Linked DNA regions of Mus musculus: all the other regions are linked to region 3. Evidence: chromatin contacts called from public HiChIP or PLAC-seq, Micro-C and promoter capture Hi-C data. All regions are on one chromosome and are shown on one strand. Each heading gives the region's core, a stretch centred on a gene start, on an enhancer-like site or on the middle of the called end of the contact. The rest is flanking DNA. Distances are from core to core; before and after follow the strand shown.

The links. Promoter capture Hi-C pulls out the DNA fragments that hold promoters and counts their contacts. Hi-C and Micro-C count contacts between places; a contact is called where the count stands out from the background. HiChIP or PLAC-seq counts read pairs in DNA pulled down with a chosen protein or histone mark.
Region 1: an H3K4me3 HiChIP or PLAC-seq map of the SCID.adh cell line shows a contact between it and region 3, with 21 read pairs. The contact joins the promoter of Trmt12 here to the promoter of Sqle in region 3. A contact is called at or near these places in 5 of 39 promoter capture datasets (the C10 cell line, the HPC-7 cell line, cranial neural crest and 2 more), 4 of 484 Hi-C or Micro-C datasets (B cells, the HL-1 cell line, bone marrow-derived macrophages and 1 more), 15 of 115 datasets of contacts at active chromatin or transcription factors (the 230-238 cell line, the SCID.adh cell line, T-cell acute lymphoblastic leukemia and 9 more) and 2 of 9 other capture datasets (embryonic stem cells and liver).
Region 2: a contact with region 3 is called in an H3K4me3 HiChIP or PLAC-seq map of the SCID.adh cell line, with 41 read pairs. The contact joins the promoter of Rnf139 here to the promoter of Sqle in region 3. A contact is called at or near these places in 22 of 39 promoter capture datasets (the 3T3-L1 cell line, the C10 cell line, the HPC-7 cell line and 12 more), 1 of 15 datasets of contacts at CTCF or cohesin (pro-B cells), 16 of 484 Hi-C or Micro-C datasets (the G1E-ER4 cell line, the HL-1 cell line, Th1 cells and 6 more), 36 of 115 datasets of contacts at active chromatin or transcription factors (the 230-238 cell line, the SCID.adh cell line, T-cell acute lymphoblastic leukemia and 23 more) and 4 of 9 other capture datasets (adipose tissue, embryonic stem cells, liver and 1 more).
Region 4: an H3K4me3 HiChIP or PLAC-seq map of the SCID.adh cell line shows a contact between it and region 3, with 15 read pairs. The contact joins the enhancer-like site here to the promoter of Sqle in region 3. A contact is called at or near these places in 11 of 39 promoter capture datasets (the C10 cell line, the HPC-7 cell line, cranial neural crest and 8 more), 1 of 15 datasets of contacts at CTCF or cohesin (large pre-B cells), 2 of 484 Hi-C or Micro-C datasets (bone marrow-derived macrophages and embryonic stem cells), 27 of 115 datasets of contacts at active chromatin or transcription factors (the 230-238 cell line, the SCID.adh cell line, bone marrow-derived macrophages and 19 more) and 4 of 9 other capture datasets (adipose tissue, embryonic stem cells, liver and 1 more).
Region 5: a promoter capture Hi-C map of pre-B cells shows a contact between it and region 3, with 2.9 times the contacts expected there. The contact joins the enhancer-like site here to the promoter of Sqle in region 3. A contact is called at or near these places in 6 of 39 promoter capture datasets (the C10 cell line, hematopoietic stem and progenitor cells, hippocampal neurons and 3 more), 1 of 484 Hi-C or Micro-C datasets (the N1E-115 cell line) and 8 of 115 datasets of contacts at active chromatin or transcription factors (the NIH/3T3 cell line, acute myeloid leukemia, bone marrow-derived macrophages and 5 more).
Region 6: a FOXA1 HiChIP or PLAC-seq map of pancreatic cancer cells shows a contact between it and region 3. The contact joins the enhancer-like site here to the promoter of Sqle in region 3. A contact is called at or near these places in 2 of 39 promoter capture datasets (embryonic stem cells and liver), 1 of 15 datasets of contacts at CTCF or cohesin (the NIH/3T3 cell line), 2 of 484 Hi-C or Micro-C datasets (CD8 T cells and the N1E-115 cell line) and 4 of 115 datasets of contacts at active chromatin or transcription factors (embryonic stem cells, intestinal villus epithelium, pancreatic cancer cells and 1 more).
Region 7: a Micro-C map of embryonic stem cells shows a contact between it and region 3, with 6 times the contacts expected there. The contact joins the promoter of Tmem65 here to the promoter of Sqle in region 3. A contact is called at or near these places in 4 of 39 promoter capture datasets (embryonic stem cells, liver, neutrophils and 1 more), 5 of 484 Hi-C or Micro-C datasets (B cells, embryonic stem cells, epidermal suprabasal cells and 2 more), 3 of 115 datasets of contacts at active chromatin or transcription factors (the SCID.adh cell line, large pre-B cells and memory CD8 T cells) and 2 of 9 other capture datasets (adipose tissue and liver).

What each region holds. Positions count from the first base shown.
Region 1 is chr15:58,871,264-58,874,064 of GRCm38.p6, forward strand. Trmt12 (tRNA methyltranferase 12) reads left to right here and starts at 1,386. Exons shown (of 1, transcript NM_026642.2): 1 at 1,386-2,801. The coding sequence starts at 1,492.
Region 2 is chr15:58,887,933-58,890,654 of GRCm38.p6, forward strand. It overlaps Rnf139 (ring finger protein 139), which reads left to right and starts at 1,297. Exons shown (of 2, transcript NM_175226.4): 1 at 1,297-1,562. The coding sequence starts at 1,382. It also overlaps a transcript of Tatdn1 not described here.
Region 3 is chr15:59,313,778-59,316,477 of GRCm38.p6, forward strand. It overlaps Sqle (squalene epoxidase), which reads left to right and starts at 1,315. Exons shown (of 11, transcript NM_009270.3): 1 at 1,315-2,352. The coding sequence starts at 2,068.
Region 4 is chr15:58,913,451-58,916,240 of GRCm38.p6, forward strand. Tatdn1 (TatD DNase domain containing 1) reads right to left here. Exons shown (of 12, transcript NM_001368428.1): 8 at 2,702-2,742. Among named protein-coding and RNA genes, the nearest start is that of Gm36559, 18 kb to the right of the region's middle. Within about 2 kb of position 1,276, at least 50 of the 459 cell types and tissues checked have an H3K27ac peak or open chromatin away from gene starts, as enhancers often do. A contact at or near this core is called in the SCID.adh cell line, differentiating embryonic stem cells, kidney and 3 more, where this site is marked.
Region 5 is chr15:59,824,962-59,827,661 of GRCm38.p6, forward strand. It overlaps Gm36819 (a long non-coding RNA gene), which reads left to right. Exons shown (of 3, transcript XR_384128.2): 2 at 2,161-2,230. Among named protein-coding and RNA genes, the nearest start is that of Gm36819, 2.9 kb to the left of the region's middle. Within about 2 kb of position 1,335, at least 42 of the 459 cell types and tissues checked have an H3K27ac peak or open chromatin away from gene starts, as enhancers often do. A contact at or near this core is called in the N1E-115 cell line, pre-B cells and pro-B cells, where this site is marked.
Region 6 is chr15:59,661,405-59,664,145 of GRCm38.p6, forward strand. No RefSeq gene overlaps it. Among named protein-coding and RNA genes, the nearest start is that of Trib1, 14 kb to the left of the region's middle. Within about 2 kb of position 1,272, at least 31 of the 459 cell types and tissues checked have an H3K27ac peak or open chromatin away from gene starts, as enhancers often do. A contact at or near this core is called in the NIH/3T3 cell line, intestinal villus epithelium, liver and 1 more, where this site is marked.
Region 7 is chr15:58,822,016-58,824,715 of GRCm38.p6, forward strand. It overlaps Tmem65 (transmembrane protein 65), which reads right to left and starts at 1,412. Exons shown (of 7, transcript NM_175212.4): 1 at 828-1,412. The coding sequence starts at 1,113.

The sequences.
Region 1 (2,801 bases), core at 136-2,635, 440 kb before region 3:
GGAAAGTGCTAGAAATAAGTCCCAGGTTGAAAAGGAAGAGACTACTATTCCAACCTAATTGTCTGGGCAAGGCAAACTTCACCTCTTGATCAAGAGGGTGTGCTTAGAAGAGAGAACACACAAACACAGGAAGTGCATTTGGCTTGTATTCTAACTCAGGTGGTAACTGGGTCTGTTCCCCAGTCTGGAGTCCAGCCTCACAGCCTTAATTAAGGGAACTGGCACACAGGAAATATTGAAAGCTGAAAGGGGTCAGGGTTAGAAGAAGAAAGAAGTCACTGCTACAGGATATCAAATTCCTGGAATACAGCAATGGACCTTTGTGTAAACAAAGGGATTACTGGGTAGGTGGAAAATTAAAACATTTGCATAAAAGTCTGACAATTGGGGAGAGATAAAAAAGATTTCAACTTCTGTCCTAAACAGAAGTTTTCCAGCATTTGATAGAAAAGTCTCACATTTGATTTTTCTTATAGGGCCCACGTAAATGTACTACGGCTATAGCTCATGAATATTCATTTCACTGTTTACATTTACAGACCTATAAGTCAATACGCTAAAGGATGAGAATGGCCTGGCAAGACGGCTGCACAAGTAAAGGAGCTTGCAACCAAGTCAGACAACCTGAGTTTCGTTTCTTCCTCAGAGCTCACATGGTGGAAAAAGAGGAGAGACACTGCAAGTTGTCTTCTGACCTTGACACCTGCACTATGGCGTGAGTACGCTGCCCCCTAAAAGATAAATGTGTTTTACAAAAGACAAGAGATTCAGCAATTATGAGATTTTGATGATTTTGCAAAAGACCTGGGTTTCGTTCTCTCTTTCTACCATGTGGGGTCTGGGAATCCTGGTTGTCAGGCTTGGTGGCAAATAACTCCCTTACCCTCTGGGCCATCTCTCATTAGAATAGCAATTCTCTCAAGGTGGTTCGGGTAATCAACATTTTCTAGACAAAGATTCCCATTTTTGAGAGTTGACATGTTTCCCTCCTTGGATAACAAGGCAGCCGTGATGAAAATCTTTGCAAGAAAAGGGAATAAGGAAGCTTTATAACATTTCATTTCCAACAATAAGGTGGCTGGTGCTAATTTATAAGCAACACTAGAGTTTTGGAATCCTTTCTGTAAATTCAATCCACTGCAAATTCACTTTTTAAAAAAATTACGAGCATCGCTAAAGAGAGTGTATAACGTTTCCGGAGGATATCGACTCATTTCATGAGTTTTAGTTCATAGAATTACTAAGTTTCCTAAGTACAGACTAACCATAACAAAAATGGCTGCCGCGGTTCCAGAAAGCAACCCACTGCACCCGAAATTCCATTCCCTGATCGCAGTAATACTTCGAGATCTGGCTTTGTTTATTGACGTCACTTCCGATGCGCCGTAGCGGAGCGAGTTTAGCTCTTCCGGTTGTAGTGGAAGATTTGCAGGGAGAGAGCAGCCGGAGAATCTCGCTGATGGACGGCGACGGGGTACAAACACTAGCGACATGGAGAGAGAGTGTGAGGAGTCTGTAGTTGTCGCAGTTGTGACTGAGCCCCGGTTCACGCAGAGATACCGAGACTACCTGGAGGAGCAGAAACTCTTGGACAGGCTGCACCGGGTGGCGAAGCTGCGGGATGGCGCGGTGGCTCTGCCGGTGCTGGCGGAAAGCCTTTCTGAGCAGCATCTGCAGGAGCTGAGGGATCGCGTGGCCCCAGGCAGCACTTGTGTGCTGACGCGGCTCCCGGATCCTCTTCCTTCCAAAAAGGCCCGGGTTCGTTCACCTGCTCAGATACTGTGTCTGGAGGTGAGGCGTTGGGTGGAGGACCGCGGAGTGACGTGGTCCGCTGAGTTGGAGGCAGATTTGCCCCGGTCTTGGCAACGGCATGGTGACCTAATGCTGCTTAGTGAAGACTGCTTCCAAGCCACGCTGTGGAAAGGTCTGGAGCCAGAACTCTGGGAGACTGTTGCCTCGGCCCTGGGAGTTCAACGTTTGGCAAAACGAGGGCGGGTGCTACCTGATGGGACTCGAACTCCGTCAGTGACTCTGCTGCTGGGTGACCATGGCTGGGTAGAGCATATGGATAATGGCATCCGGTATAAGTTTGATGTGACACAGTGCATGTTCTCCTTTGGAAACATCACCGAGAAACTTCGAGTGGCGTCTCTGTCCTGTGCTGGAGAGGTGCTGGTGGATCTCTACGCAGGGATTGGTTATTTTACATTGCCCTTCCTAGTTCATGCTGGCGCTGCCTTCGTACATGCCTGTGAATGGAATCCTCATGCTGTAGTTGCTTTAAGAAACAACTTGGAGATCAATGGAGTGGCAGACCGGTGCCAAATACATTTTGGGGACAACAGGAAACTGAAGCTCTCAGACATTGCAGATAGGGTGAACCTCGGGCTCATTCCCAGTTCTAAAGAAGGCTGGCCCGTTGCCTGCCAAGTGCTTCGGAAGGACGTTGGGGGTATTCTGCATATCCACCAAAATGTGGAGTCTTTCTCAGGAAAGACTCCACAGCCACCTGGAAGCAATAACGTGGAAAAAGAGCACTGGCCTCGTCCCCAGAAAATCACCACTGATACACAGGGAAATGGAACTACTGAGAATTTCAGGGGGGAAATATCATCGGCCAACAAACCAGAGTGGTGGAGATGGGCAGAATCTGCAGAAACTCAGATCGCCTCTCTTCTTCATCAAGTGCATGGGAAACCATGGAGGACACGAATCTTGCATGTCCACCCAGTGAAATCTTACGCCCCTCACGTGGATCACATAGTCCTAGATCTAGAATGCCGGCCCCTGACCTCTAGTTG
Region 2 (2,722 bases), core at 47-2,546, 430 kb before region 3:
CGTATACAGATGGAAGAGGGGAAAGTGAGCAAACAAAGCCCAAACCACAAAACTGGGTGGAGGTGCCATCTTCCTGCTCCAAACACCTTCCCCCAAAAGGGTTCTGTTAAAGTCTGATAATTTTATTTACAGACCTCCTCCCTGTGCGGGTGTGGGGTGGAGTGGGAAGGGAGGTCCAACTTCTAGAGTCCTGCTGTAAACTGGCTTGTGCGCTTTGAGCTAGGAGCCCAAGTCAACCAGGCTTCCTGGTTTGCGATTTTGTGTTCCTTAAACCAAAACAGCTAAGTCTACAGTTCAGCCTCTGACCTTACTCTCTTCCTTTGCTGGAGAAGGAACAGAGAAACAACAGCCAGGTCATACCAATTCCACTGATAGGCAAGAAAGAGCGGCGAAAGAATGCGCTCAACTCTGATTAAGGATTTATCCAGGACAAGGATAAATCAAAGACCTCAGAGAGTTCTGGGTTCTTGCTCGTAAGTCAGGCTCCGAAGCCATTAATAAAATGTGCATGACCGTCCACGGGGACAGGGAGGGAGATGTGTAAACAGATGCGAGTGTGTTTTTCTTGGCAACACCTAACAACTCAAGGCCAGTGCCAAGTCTGGCTGGGATCGCCCTGTGCAGCCTCGCAGGTTATTTCCCCTGCCATTCCTCAGGCCTGGCCTCTGGGTGGGGAGAGGCAGGTAGGCAGGGCGGCGTCCTCCAGCTTTTCATCTCCCAAGCAGGACGAGGCGAGTTCAAGGGACACTCACTGGGCTCTACTAGACATTTAACACTGTCGGTGCGCAGTAGCCCAGCATCCCACGCTCGGGGCACGCCAACACCGAGGGGCAGCCACTCACAGGCGCTCGGGCGCTGGGACGCGGCGGGCCGGCGACGCGAGCGCCACCCCGCGGCGAGGCGAGGCGAGGCTAGGCGAGCCGAAGCGGGCGGGGACCATGGCAACGCTCGAGGCTCGCCGGGCCCCGCGTGCTGACGCTGCGCGGCGCGCCGGATTGTGACGCAGGGCCGCGGCGCCGGCTCCGCGTTCTCGAGTGACCGCGGGCGCCGCCTCGGGGGCCTCGCAACGGCAGCAACGGCCGAGGCAGGCGGGGTCAAGATGGTGGCTCCGCTGGCGGGGGAGGCGCTGGAGGGAGGAGGAGCCAGACCCTAGCCGGCCGGAAACACCGACGCCCCGAGGCCTCCCGGCAGCCGCTGCCGCCGCCCCCTGCTCCACCGAGGGACGCGAGCGGGCGGCGGGGCGGGCCGGGCCGGGACACAGGACAGGAGGCGGCCGGGGGCGGAGCCACTTTCGTCGGCGCCCGCCCCGGCCGCGGCCCCGGGCCTCCCCCGCGCCGCCCTGCCTGGCCCGGCCCGCCCAGCCCCGGTGTGGCAGCGGCTCATGGCGGCGGTGGGGCCCCCGCAGCAGCAGGTGCGGATGGCCCAGCAGCAGGTCTGGGCGGCGCTCGAAGTGGCGCTCCGGGTGCCCTGCCTCTACATCATCGACGCCATCTTCAACTCCTACTACGATTCCAGCCAAAGCCGGTTCTGCATCGGGCTTCAGATCTTTCTCCGGCTCCTTGGTAAGGACGGCGTAGGGCTAGCCCGCTGGCCGAGGCGTGCCCTCTCCCAGGCCGACGGGAACGGCAGGGCACTGGTGGCACGCGGCTTGGGGAACCACGGTCTGGTTCCCCAGAGGGCCTTTTGGCGGGGGTGCGGGGACCCGTGGTACTCGTGCCAGCGTTGACAGCTGAGTGGTGCTGGCGGGTCTGTGCCCTGCTCGGTTGGCACCTGGATGGGCGAGGAGAAAGCACGGCTGTGTGAGCATGCGGCTGTCTGTCTGCTGTTTCTCTTGGGGAATGACTGCTGGCTTCCAGCGTCCTATGCGACAGCCCTGGAAAAACAGCTCTCCGGGTCTCGCCGTGTGTGACCTTGGACTTGAGCCAGAGCTTGAGCCCCCTGTCTACCCATTTCACAGTGCAGAATACGTTGTCACTTCTGTGTCTTGGAGTCCACCGGATCGTGAAGTACTTGAGGTAAATGGCCACTCAAGCCATGAATGTCAGTCCTTGAAACCATTTCCAAAAGTCACCGCGAGGAAGGTTATACTTACAACGAACCCCTAAACTCTTTCTATGAGTAAATAATAAGGTGTTGGATGTGACTATGAAAGCTTACCATCCCAGGGTGATGAGACATCTGTGGGAGACTAGAAAGATCAGTCTTCATTTCATATGGATTGAGTGCTAAAAGTATTTTATATTTCACTTTCTATTTCTCTCTGTGCTACATACCAGAAGTGAGAAACACATAAAGAGATCTTTTCCAGATAATTACAGCTTGGCAGGTTTTGTTGATGAGATCATTACGATGAGTTTTTAGGTGGGTTCTTGCTATTGAAAGGTTGGGGGTGCGGGTACCTGGTAGTGAGGTCCTGACCAAGACCTTGAGAAGTGCGAGCGCCTCTGCTGCCTTATTCTCCCAGAAAAGGAGCGTCAATAAAGAAGCAGTTTTGTTCTTGGCAGTAACTCTTCTACATTTGTCTGCTAGAAAGCATTCTCACAGGTTTTACCTAATCCGTCGGTCACTCCTCAAAGGTGGATCGTGTTATTTAGACTTTACAGGTGAGGAAATGAGGTTGGAGAAGTTAGGTGTTTGGTTTCTGGTGCACAGCTGGTGTTTGCCAGAGCGTTAGAAAGGCTTCTGGTGTTCAGGGATGGTTCCCTTTTGTTCTTCCTCAGTG
Region 3 (2,700 bases), core at 65-2,564:
TCAGCTGTTAAGAGCAATGGCTTCTATGAGAGGTCCACAGTTCAAGTCCTAGTGCTCGAATGGCTGCTTACAACTGTTACTGTAGTCCCATGGGATCCAGTGCCTTCTTCTAAAGTGCAGCCATACATGTAGACAAAATACATAAGTAAACAAATCGAAAGGAAGGAAGAAATGTGGAGCTAGATAGAGTTGGCTGTGCCTGCTGCAAAGGGTTGGTAGGATACAGTTCTGTGAGACTTACTTCTTTCATTATTAAAGGATAAACGGGTTAAACAACTGTACCTGTTTGAATGACTTAAAAAAAAATCGCAGAAACTAATAAAGATATCTGAGAAGTGTTTAGGGTGAGACCTAAACCATAGATAACTAAGAACTCAACGAAAGCTTGATAATTAAATGGTACTGTCGAGTCTGAAATTCGGTTACATGACAGTAGCTGTGGATAGTATAAAATGATGTTGTTAGTCTCATGAACGACGGCAGATAAACTGCTCGGTTACTTCTGTAACAGAAAGGTAATGCCATTCTTGCAAGACTGCTGTAAGGGTTGAATGAATGTTTGCAACGCTCTGGCATAGTGCTTAAAACATAAAATGATCTTATTAAACAGTTTTGGGATTGCTGTTGATTAGGACATTTTTTTTTTTTTTCCTTTCTCATTCTTTCTTTAACCCGAGAAGGATTTCACTGTGTATCTCTGACTGGTCTGGAACACGCTATGCAGATCAAGCTGGCCTCAAACTCACAGAGATCCTCTTGCATCCCGAGTTCTGGGATTAAAGGCGTGATCCATCTCCACCTACTGACTTCTCTCATTTTCTTTAGTCCTCGTCCACTAATTATGGCAGGTTCGCCGGCGTGTCACGTCCTCCTCGCCTTTCTAGCCCGTGATCATCCAGTCCGCCCGGATGACTCCTGTAGCTCTCTTGCGTTTGAGCCACCAGGAGCCACCAAGAGTTCCTCCAGAGCGAGCTCCACCCTCCGCAGGTGGGGCCTGAGGACCCCGCGGCGGCCAGGCCGAGCGGGCACCGCCCCATTCACCCACCGGCCCCGCGCCCACCCCACGCACCCGCCCCGCACCACGCAACATCGCCCTAGCGCCTCTGCGACTGGCGCCGCGCGGAGTGCGCCGCCCGCCATTGGACAAACGCTCTATAGCGCCATCTCAGCCTACCGCGCGGTGCGCGCTCTCATTGGTTCGGACGGCGTGGGAGGCGGGGTCCGCTCAAGGGGCGGTGCCGGGCCGGAGCCCCGCCTCCCGGTCCCTGGGCTGGGCCGAGCCCGCCGGGCGGCTGAAGCGCGTGGGGCCGGGTTGCGAGCGGGGCGCGCAGCGGTTACTCTGGTTACTGTCCGCGAGGGATGCTGGGGACCCGGCGGGCAGGAGCCTTCGCCTCGCTCTGAAGGACGCTCATCCGAGACAGCCATTCACTCTCGAGGAAGGCAAGTGTCGGTCGGACAGGTTCCCGGCCGTGACTTCGGGGCTTGCTTGAGGAGGAATCTCCAAGGGAGGGCTGAGCTGCCAGGCTGCCGCCGCGCTTCGGGACGCCGTGGCCATCTTTTGTTGGAGAAGGCTGCCGGGGCAGTGTTGCTAAGGGCAGCTTTCCCAGCACCCAGATCCTTCTACGCTCCCGACTCCTTCCTACCGAGCACCTGCTGCTGGTGACAAAAGACCGTTTACAGCCAGGCGAGCGGACATCGAAGTATACAGCCACATTCGCACCCCTCAGCCCAATAGAGAGGCCCGTGTCCATCAGTTGGCTGAATGAAGAAGTGTGTAATCAGGAGCCGTTGGGGTAGGCAGGCTTTAAATGCTGCCTTTTAAGATCTGGACAACTTAAGATACATTTGCACTCTCAATGATTTCAAAAATTGATCACATCTGACTCGTGATCCTGAAACTATTTATTGGAAGAAGTTCGACCGGTTGCCCCGAACCCCTTTGAGAACTACATTTTGGGGACATTTTAATCACTGAAGACCTTCCGAGGAAAAAAGACCCCCCCAAGAGACCCCCAAAACACAAAATCCTCAGCCTTGGCTGGTGCCACCAAAGAAGCCTTTTGAGCCATGTGGACTTTTCTTGGCATTGCTACCTTCACCTATTTTTATAAGAAATGCGGGGATGTCACCCTGGCCAACAAGGAGCTCCTGCTGTGCGTGCTGGTGTTCCTGTCGCTGGGCCTGGTGCTCTCCTACCGCTGTCGCCATCGACACGGGGGCCTCCTTGGCCGCCATCAGAGCGGCGCCCAGTTCGCTGCCTTCTCGGATATTCTCTCTGCTTTGCCTCTTATTGGCTTCTTCTGGGCCAAGTCACCTGAATCAGAAAAGAAAGAACAGCTGGAGTCCAAGAAGGTATGCCTGATGCCACAGTGGGCAAATGAATGGGATCGTATTTTAAACTTCAGATCGAGGTCACTGAAGTTTATGGTTTCTTTAAAAGTCACGAAAGTGGTGGCTTAGAAGCGTCAGTGTTCTCATTTGATTGCGTTTCTTAAAGTTCTGGACTGTGTTGTGGCTGTGCTCTTAGGGAAGATGAAAAGCATTTGTTGTGTGAACCTCAGGGATTGGGTGTTGATTTTGGTAGGAAATGTTAGAATTTCATTTGGGAGACAGACTCACTGTGGCTTTTAATTTAAAATCCCTGGGTAAGGATGATTTTTGTTCCTGACAAGGGAGAATTTGTGTGGCAGGTAAGGCTAC
Region 4 (2,790 bases), core at 26-2,525, 400 kb before region 3:
TACAATTTTATTATAATAGCATCGGTCTGCTGGGATATATACATACAATTTTATTATACTAGCATCGGTCTGCTGGGATATATATATACAGTTTTATTATAATAGCACTGGTCTGCTTTCTAAGCAAAACCAGATTTATATATATATATATATATACACACACACACACATATATACATATATATATATATATATATATATATACATACATACATGTATATGTACATGTGTGTATGTGTGTGTTGTTTCACAGGTCTTTAATGTAGTAGCACCTACAATGTTTTTCTTTCAAGCCAGACTTGAAAATCACAATCTGTCATTATTTCTGGTGACACAAAGCAAGAAGTTATCTGCTCTGCAGCTAGGTGTATCTCTACATCACCTTCCCTGCAGAGTTCTGAAAATCCCACTGCACTTCTCTTTTAGAGGACACCTTTTCTTTTAGAAATGATTAATCAGCTAGAGTGGTGAGAACATTGCTTTTAAACTGCCAGCTGCGGCCTTGAGGGATGACTCAGCAGTTAAGAGTGCTTGCTGCTTTTGCAGAGGAGTTCAGTTCCCAGCACCCACACTGAGCACCTCCAGGCAATTGGACGCCTGCTTCTGGCCTTAGTGTGTGAAAGGGGGGGGTGGGGAGGGCAGAGACAGGGAGACAGAGATGGTGGGGAGAACTTATATACAAGAAACAATAAAAGTAAAAGAAATTTTAAAAAAAGCAATTGTCACACCATTCACATCAGTTAAACAGGCAGAAAGGACTGAGACCGTATTTTCTCCTGCTCTAGGTAATGTGTGTAATCAAAACCAGTAACTAACAGTAGGGCTTATTTAGCAATGAATTCACATCACTGTCCATGGATAACTATGTTATACAGCTGCTAGCAAGATTTGTAACACCAAGCAGAAGAATTCCTTGGAAAATACACATGGGTCAGCAACTGGCAGGGTGACCCACTAGGTAAAGGTGCTAAGCCCTTAACATTTCCAGTGAACAACAACAATGAAAAATCCCTTCACTAATATGAAGGTAATTTAAAGTGTGATCTCTTATAAACTAATTCAGAGAACTATATATAGTACTTTATTTAGCAACTTATTAAAGCCAAATATTTTGGTTGCTTTTGCTGTTCCTGGTATTAACTTTTTGAAATGATAGACTCATCCAAGTAAAGACTTACTTAGAAATAAAGAGGAGTGAGCAGTGGAGTCCAGAATGACAACCCATGCCGTCAGTAATGCCCAGGACGTTAGCTAAAACCCATGCTGTCAGTAATGCCCAGGTCATTAATTAAAGCCTTTCTCAATTCCTAAGTATAGCTGCTAAAGGGAAAATTACAGTCAGTAAACTCCAGAGGAGATGTGCACAGTAGCATGAACATGACAGCAGTACAGAGCACAGCCCTATCACTAGTGGGATGTAGCACCAAGCAGAGCTAAGCGTAAAAAACAGACGGCAACAGTCAGCGAGATGATTGACTGGGTGAAGATGCTAAGCCTGGTCAGTCCCGTGACCAACTCTGCAGTTATTCTGACCTCCACACGAATACCATGGCACATATGTGTACATGTACACACACACACTAAACATATTAAAAACACACATGTATTCCACAACATTCCAAAAAGGAATATATGTCATAAAGTATCCAAGCAAAGAAATGTATTACAGCAAAAATTTAGGGTTAGATTAACGTTCTTCCACTGATACATGGAACTGTGACCTAAATAACAATCTTTACTCCCAAAGGATGGTCACTGAACCTCTCCTGAAATTGTATATGAAATTTTGTGTACGTGAGCATTTTTAAAACACAGATTATCTACTCAAGTTCATGATCCAACTGACTAGAAGTCACTACCATGGCTGTCACAGTGCAGTGAGAGTAGAGAATATATATTGGAAATGTCTCAGGAGGAAGGACTAAAAGGACCACACAAGAAACATTTAAGAGGAAAATATATCACGGAAGATGAGCCATCATTAGAGGGAAGAGAACGACTACCAGCTAGCAAATTAGGAAAGGAAACTTGGTCTGGCAGTGGTGGCACACACCTTTAATCCCAGCAATTGGGAGGCAGAGGTAGGCGGATTTCTGAGTTTGAAGCCAGCCTGGTCTACAGAGTGAGTTCCCAGGACAGCCAGGGCTATACAGAGAAACCCTGACTCAAAACAAACAAACAAACAAACAAACGGGCTGCACAGAGAGAGAAACTCTGTCTCAAAAAAACAAATAAAACAAAAAAAAGGAAAGAAAAGAGAGAGAGAAAGAGAAAGAAAGAAAGAAAGAAAGAAAGGGAGAAAGAAAGGAAAGAAAGAAAGAAAGAAAGAAAGAAAGAAAGAAAGAAAAGAAAAGAAAACCTGAAAGAAACAATGGAATAGTCTAAGACATCGTGAAAATCGATTTGATTAGAGAACAGCAAAGGCCAGCTCTCAGGCTTACTGCACAGTGGGAAAAGACGATTCACATTTGTTTCTCCTAAGTAGAATTCAGTACTCATTCTTGTACTTTAAGCAAAATAAATGTAACTAAAAGTATTACTTGTTTGTACACCATCATGCCCATAAATCTTAGAGCAATTTACACGCCCTTCAACTGAGAAACTTGATAACTTTACTTTTGCTATCTGAATTACCTGAAGCTGACCTAATAGCAAAGACATTTTTGTATAGCCCATATTTAAACAATTATCGTACACTTACCACTCCACCCACATACCGGTCTCTATTTCTTCTCATAATATCTGTGAATTAAAAAGAAAATTCAGGCAAGTGGCCTAATTGACTCATAG
Region 5 (2,700 bases), core at 85-2,584, 510 kb after region 3:
ATTATGTAGAGTGTATATTTTCAAAGTCTCTTATGTGCTACTGTTTGTATATGGTCCCCAGGTAGGTTCTTGAAGAACATCCTCAGCTATTCATGAACTTCAGCAGTGGTGTGAAATTTGGGCTAGCACACATCTATGCTCCTGGGGATGTAGAGCAAGGCTTCTCATTTTAGTTCATACTGTAAAAACACTTTTTCAACTCACTTTTTCAGTGAATGTGAGATAAATTTCATACAGCCTGAGACAGCGCTGTTGCCTGTGAAATCAGCGTGAACGCATCCAGTCTATTAAGTAAGATGCTGCTCACAAAAACACATAAAATAAGGATGCGTTTGGACGGTTGATGAAATGATACGAGCAGAAGCTATGAAAAGCCTAACCCTCTGTTTCCCCTCGGAGCAATGGTTTAATAACTAAAATATCCATGGCAGTTCTATGGAACAAAACTACCATGAGAAATAGTTGACGGCACTTGTACTTTTCAATGTGTGTCCTTGGATGCTCATAACTGCGTGGATATGTATATTGATGGGTCTTCTCTCTAAGCTGGCATGGAGTGTATAACAAGCATGCTTAGCTGGTTAACTCACACTTTCAAGAGATGAGTGAACCTCCCAGCACAGGGAATCGTGAGAAGCTTTCCTAGTTCTCATTAGTCACAGAGCAAGCCTCACTCTCAGTTCAGCCATCCCTCTGCTGCCTATGTTTGAGCAAATGCCCTGAACTTTTCCTTGGCTGATGCGGACACACTTGACTTTAAAACCCTCACAAACCCTGTTTAAATACAAGCTTACAACCTGCAGAGATGGATGCCACGCTGTGTCCCCTTGTGGCATCACAAGACTCACGAGAAACTTTAAATCAGAGAGGGTGGCTCCCCTCTGCCATATCTGTGATGCAGTTGACCATTTCTTGCATTTGATGGGTGAGTTTGGCTTTTGTGGTAGAGGTGGCGATGGTACACTGTTCAGTGGGTCTTCTTCGGGACCCCTTTGTGAGAACACCAGAACTGAGGTCCCGTAATGGCTCTGGGTGAGGACGTGAGGAAGTCTGGGGCTGAGCCTTGGCCTCTGCAGGCTGAGGCAAGAGGCAAGCTCTGCTCTTTGCATCTGTGTTCTGGTTAGCCTTCTCCCTGAGGTCATGCCAAGCCTCTCCAGTGCATTTCTGAGAAATGTACCAGGAGCCAGAAAGCCCCCTCAGAATTTCACTGGGTTAGGGAGGGAGAAATAACCTCTTAGGTTACCAGGGCGATGACCATACAGAGCCCAAGAGAGTGGCTTCTTTGACCTTGCTGGGGACAGGTGGTTCTGGAGGGGAGCATCTGGGTGTTCTCTGGCTTCTGTCGCTGAGGGCAGACTCCTAACAGGCCTTGGTTGGTCAGTGGAGCGAGAGGGAGCACTGAGGCTGAAGAAACCAGAGGTTGGCAGTCATCCCACATAAACACGCTCTGTCGCTATGAATTATTTCCACGGTCTGTGGACGCTGGGCAGAATCTTCGACAGGCTCATTAATAAGAACCCAGAGGGTCTTGCTCTGGTGGCCCAGATTCCTTGGGGTTGGGGGTGCATGGAAGAGTGGGTGGGACATTTCCTTTTCCTCAGAGTCCCTCCCTCCCCCCACAGATTAGAAATTTGGTGTGCTTTCCTTCCCCAGGAGCATTTTTAGAGCGCTGCAGTCTCCTTGGGAAGAGGCTCTTGAAGGCTGTGTTTCACACATGGTCTCAGTGTCCTGACAGAGCAGATCCGTTTCCCAAGCTTCTCCATGGATACCCTGTCTTCTGCCCCCGACCTCTGTATCACATGCCTTCTCTGTTTGAACTCTTTGTTAGCATCCTTGAAAAAAAAAAAGTCATGTGTCATGCTCTCTGCAGTTTCCACTCCCCAGGGAAGGCTTGGGGCTTATTCCTTGCGCTACCATGGCTCTGTGTAGTAACTTGTGACCTGCAACCTAGCCATTCCCCAAGAGAGCTTGCGTTTCTTCAAACGCAATGCAAGGATCATGGCAATTCATTCCTTAAAAGCTTTGTGTTGGGACAAATACAACCCCAGCCTCACGCAGGCCTGGGGCTGGTGAGTCACATGACAGAAGCCAGCTCTTTATGATTTTTAAAAATATACTGTGGTTCTCATTTTCACACCATTGAAACTACTTGTTGTCTAGGACCCACTCTCTTGAGACTGGCTCATTGGAGTAGAGGACCCTGTCCTTCTGTCTGGCTCTGCCATCCTGGGTAAGTCTCCTTCACAGACTCAGTTTCCCCATCTGCTGATGGTGGTACTCAGCTCTCTACAGAGATCAAGTGATCACAACCAAAGAACACTTGGGATGTGAATGTGAGGAATGGTGTACAATGGTCTTTTGCCTTAATTTTCTAGCGTTTGAGTCTTCTTTACCCTGGATGGCTCTGTGCATCCTTCTTAGCAGCAGGATCTCTGGCCTGAAGGCCAGCCAAGCCTCCAGGACCTCTCATCTGTTGAACACTGAGCAGGCAGCCATGTGCCCAGAGGTGCTCAGTATATGAAGAGTAAACTGCACGGTAAAAGCCATGCATTTACAGAGCATGGTCATGCCACAGAAGCTGGATATGGAAAGATGGCAGCTCTATATGCATATGTAAGGTCAAAGCCCACAAAAGGCCTAGCAAAGGGCAGGGTGATCGTAATGCAGCCGCTGCATTATTCATTCAGAAAGGCAACCGTT
Region 6 (2,741 bases), core at 22-2,521, 350 kb after region 3:
ACACACACACATGGGCACAAATAAATAATACAAAGCACTAGGAAGATGGCTCAGTGGGTTAGAGTGCTTGGTATACAAGCAGGGTTTGACTCCACAGCCCAAACAAACAAACAAACAAACAAACAAACAAACGAGCATAGTGTGCTTTCCCTAACCCCAGCACTGGGGGTGGAGACAAGCAGATCCTGGGCGCTCTATGGCAAGCCAGTATAGCCAAAATGGTAAGCTTTGCGTTTAGTAAGAGACCCTGTCTCAAGACAATAAGGCCAAGAGCATCTTCCTCTGCATGATTGTGCATGGATATATGTACTTGCTTGCTTACATGCATGAACACCCTTTGAACACATGAAAAAGAGAAATAAAATAAAGAGGAGGAGGTGGTGATGGAAGAGAAGGTGGAGGAGAAGGAGGAGAAAACAGGAGCATCAGAAGAAACAATCAATCCTTGCTTGCCTGTGTATTTGTAGCTGCTTATAGATTGTATCAGTTTGTCTCCTCAAGGAGCCAGATGGAGGAAATGTGGTGCTGAGACCCAAGACTGAAAAGAGGCTAGAGCAGAGGTTCTCAACCTGTGGGTCGTGACCCCCTGGGGGAGGGTCGATGACTCACAGGGGTTGTCTAAGACCATGGGAAAACACAGAGATTTACATTATGAATCATAACAGTAACACCGTTGCAGTTATGAAGCAGCAATAAAAATGATTTTATGGTATGGGTTCACAGCAACGCTAGGCTCTGCAGTAAAGGGTGGCAGCATTAGGAAGGCGGAGAACCACTCAGCTAGAGTCTCACATGGTGAGATGTCAGGTCAGGCTTTCAGGTTTGAGAACTCTGCCCTTTTCTGCTTGGTTCTAACTTGCTAGACCAGCAAGACTACATCTTTTCATCTTTTTTTTTTTTGAGCAGCTGATTTTGTTGATGTTTTTCATACTGAGTTCCAGGACACCAGAGGTATACAGTGAGATCCTGTCTAGAAGGAAAATAAAAAATAAAAAAATATAAAAATTTAAAAAAAGGTTTAGTTTACACTTTTCTGGTTTTCAGCCAGGGGATACCAAGACCTGAGGCCCAGAAGTCATAGCCGAGTACAAGCCGCTTCTGGGCTCTCTTGAGGGGGCTAGTTGGTGGGTTGCCATTGGGTTGACCTTGTAGAATGGATCTAGAGACAGATGAGGTGGCACCTCCTTTTGCTTTGTCAGTCAGAGCCTTTCTGCTCCAGTACTTTGGTCTGACCTTTGGATTGGATTGGTGACTACAGCAATGACTCCTCGTGTCCTTTTCTAGTCACGGAGCTCCTGCCCTGGCCCAGTCCTGGGCTTGGTGGCCAGCCCCCTGTGCACACTCATTCTTGCTTCATTAGCTTGCTGGCCAAGGTTGGTGTGACCCAAGAGCAGACTTGCCTTAGCACCAAGAGGAAGGAGTCTGGCCTGGGTATGAGGGCTCAGAGGTCTTTCTCATCGTGACTCTGGCTTGAGGGCTTGCTGTGTTTCTAGGAAGTGATGGCATCACAGAGCACACTCCCAGTTTTAGGACTGAAGAAGGGAGACATATAACTAGAGAAGCCAGCCAAAGCTCAATTTGTGTGTGTGTGTGTGTGTGTGTATGCATGCGTGCATTTTCTCCTCTTTCCTCCCTCCCTCTCTTCCCCCTCTCCCTCCCTCCCTCTCTCCCTCCCTCCCTTCCTCCCTTCCCTCCTTCTTCCTCCCCCTCCTTTCTCCTTTTCTCTCCCTCCTTTCTTCCTTCCTTTCCCCTTCTTCCTTCCCTCCCTCCTCCTCCCCTCTGCCTTCCTCTCTTTTTCCCCCTCTCTCCTCCTTTTTCTTCTTTTCCCTCTCCCTATCCTTCTTTCTCTCTCCCCTCATTCCCACCCCCTCTTTCTCTCATAGTCTGACAGTGTAGCTCAGACCACTGTATCTGTTAGCATTCCTTATATAGTTCTGTCTGGTCTTGAATTCTCAGCATCCTCCTGGCTCAAACCATCAGACCTCTCTGAGTGGCTGTGGCATGGGTGGGGTACTTGACACCCTGACACTGGAAATGAAGAATGTATTTGGTCTTTTGGGTTAGGGAAAGAGTGTGAGTTTCCTGGATCTGTCTCTAGCTACCCCAGGACTTGGAGAAGTCATGCAAAGTATCTGTGCCACAAGTTTGACTGCCTCTCTGGCAGGGCAATGCCTGGGAGGCTATAGGATGGATTTTTGCAGTCCAAGTCTCTGAATGGCAGGCTCAAAATCCAGACAATCCCAAGCAAGGCTAGAAGACAAGCAGACTTGGACTTGAACCCCAGATACATGCTTATTTGTTTTGTGGACTTTAACAGGTTGCAATACTTCTCTGGACCGCCTTTTCCTCACTATAATATGGGTGTGTGGTGATGAGGAAGGCCACTGTCACACTCCCTCTTTCTTTCTTTCTGAGCTCGAAGCTTTGCCAGATCTGAAGTGCTGGTGCTCTTCATTAGCTTGAAAGGATGGCTGTGGTGGGGAGCAGAGCCCATTGGTCGCCATGACCCACAGGTCAGCCATGTAGTATCTCAGGCTTGTCTAACCACATGTAGTCATTAGCACCTTCCTGGTCTCAGAACACACCCCGCCTCTGGCAGAAGATGGAGACTGGGGTCCCCAGCTCTCAGCTTGTGTCTGACTCACAAGCAGACCAGGAAAGTGGGGTTCAGACTCATCATAACCTCAGGTTCTACTGAGGCAGAGAGGCCTGGACTCACAGAGGCTCACAATGTGGGGTGT
Region 7 (2,700 bases), core at 162-2,661, 490 kb before region 3:
GTGTTTTTGTGTATACAACAGAATTTACATAGCAAGAAAAAAAAAACTTTAAAGACTGAATCCATTGTAGTCTTTGCATCTTTTCAATGCCTTTTCACATACACTCAAATTCTGACCTACCACATTCCGCACTTGTTTTAAAAATATCCTATCTTAACGTGTCTGTTTAAAAATAGCTTTCCTTTCATCCTTTCCCAATTATTTTTAAGTAGAAGTGTGCTTTTCATTTTCAAGTCACAGATTTCTTAGCCCCAACCACCCAAAAACTCACTTCATTCTTTCAAACTCCAAGGAAACAAACTCTGGAGTTCAATTTGAATCTCCAGACTTCCAGTACACACTCAGTTGCTGGCTCGATACAATCTTTCCTTGGGCCATTTCACAACCAAATGTGAGAAGCAATATAACAAACCAAGAGCATCTTGGGAGGGGACATCCACACACCTTCAAGAAAGTTTCCGGCTGCCTGCCCAGTTCCTGGCACTTTCTTAGACCAGGCAGGGCATGCCACCTGCATGGGTACACGGTCTCAGGAAGACACCAAAGGCTTAGGGAATGGAGGGCTGGAGAGAGGAGGCACAGGACAAACCAAAACACAACCCTGAGAGGCAGCTGACATTTCAGGATGAAGCTCCGAAATTCCACGGCCAGGGAGGCACCAGCCAAGCTCGGCCCTAACTACCTGGCACGATCCGCTCGTGTCCTGTCTTGGGGACACTCGGAAGGTGGAAAGTTTCCCCTTTCGGCCGTGCCAGGAGCGGGGCAGAGTGTGGGGAGGCGACAGGGGTCTGAGAAGTAGGTCTTCCCAGGCGGCCCCACCCGCTTACCTTGTGCGATGGCAATGGACTCGAAGCGGTGCAGCTCTTTGAGCAAGCAGCTCCTCTCCGTGGAGTGCAGGCTGTAGATGAAGTCGCGCGCGCCCTGCGCCGTGTTCAGCGCCTCCATGGGCTCCTTCTTGGGGTGTGTGCCCAGAAGCCGGGGACCGCCGGGAACCCCGAGCGCCAGCAGTCCCCGGCCGCAGCAGCACCAGGACGGCAGGCGGGGCGCGGCGGCAGGGCCGGGCCTCAGGCTGCGCGCCGTCCGGCTCCCCAGCAGCGGCAGCAGCCGGGACATGGCGCTGGAGCGCGACCCCCGCAGCGGTCCCAAGGGAAGACGGCTTCGGGGCGCAGCTGGACAGAGGCTCAGGAGCTGGGCTCAGCCCGGCCCCGCCCCGGGTCCTCCTGACGCGCGGCCCGGGCGCCCGACACCATGCACTCGGCGGGCCCGCGCGGCGACCGCCTCCCAGCCGTGCCCGCTCCGCTTCCCGCAGGCCGTGAGCCCGGGAAAACTTTCTGCGCCGCGGCCGGGCCGGGAGCTCGGAGCGGGCGGGCGGTGCGGGCGGGCGGGCGCCTCCCGGATGAGGAGCGGCGGCGCGGGCGAGCTCGGCGAGCGTGTCTGATCTTCCAGAGGGATGAGTCACCGCGCGCCGCCCTCCTCCGGCGCCGCCCTCCGCCGCCGACCGCTTTCCCACCCTCTGGCCTCACGCCGGCCTCACTCGGTAGGGCTGCTGCGCCCTCAAAGCAACCGCGCCGTGACAATCAGGCCCGAGCCGCAGCCGCCACCCCTAGCGGCGGAGCCCGGGATAGGAGGGCGGGGCGGCAGGGACTGGGCGGGGACTGGGCGGGGCCACGCAGGCGCATAGCCGCTTGGGAGGGAGCTCATCCTGGAGTCTCCACCCACTCCTTTGCGTGGCAAGGAAAGGAAGGGGTGCTTACCCCGTCAGACGGCATCCGCCTGTGTTAAATGCACGGCAGAGAGCAGCAAAATAGAGTTCAGGGCTGGATGCCCGGCGGGGTGGTGCAGCTCCCGCACTGCTCTCCGAAGCACCGTCCTAAATCTGGAGTTCGGACGGCCCTGGAGGAGCAGCCGGATGGATAAGAGCCTCGTGGGGTCACCGCACCCAGCCCAGGCCTGCGGGACATGAAGCACAAAGAGCCGCACCCTTCGCCAAGCCAGAGAGTGCCCACCGAGGCCAGACAGTGCGGCGCTGAAACGCCCTCTCTGGCAGCACCCTGGGGAAGGCGGCAGGGCCGGCTCAACCCGTCCCAAAAAGAGGAGGGTGTGAGGCTGAGACTTAAGATTTGGGGAGGAGAATACTCTTCCCTGACCCGACAGCTGTTTACTTGGAGATTGTCAACTCTGGAGCCAGGGCGAGAATGTCATAAACCTTTATCGAATGGTCTCTGGGGATTTATGTCCCTCTTTTGGTGCCACGCGGAGGAGAGACTCATCCCTCTTGCCCAGATCCTAGATATTTGCAAGGCCAGGGTCAAATGTCACCTCCTTCATGAAACGTTCCCTTCTTTGTAAGGAAGATCACTGCTTTATCTGAACCTATCTGAGGACACTTAGGCACCCTATCTTAGAAAAATAAATCTGCTTAGACGATAAATCTACTCAAGTGTAATCAAGATCCAAATCCCCTCCTTATCGTAACCACTGCTGCAGCTCAGAACCTTGCATGAAGTGAATGTGCTATAAGCACGTAAGACAGCACAGCCAGTCCCACAGCTGTGGTTTTGAACTTGCAAATGCAATGAACCTCAGACCAAAAGTACTTGGAAAAAAAAGATGTATCTGCAGACTTTCTCATTATTCCGTTAATGGAACAGTGTAACAACTATTTCCGTGCACCTACACTGTATTGGTTATTATAAGTAA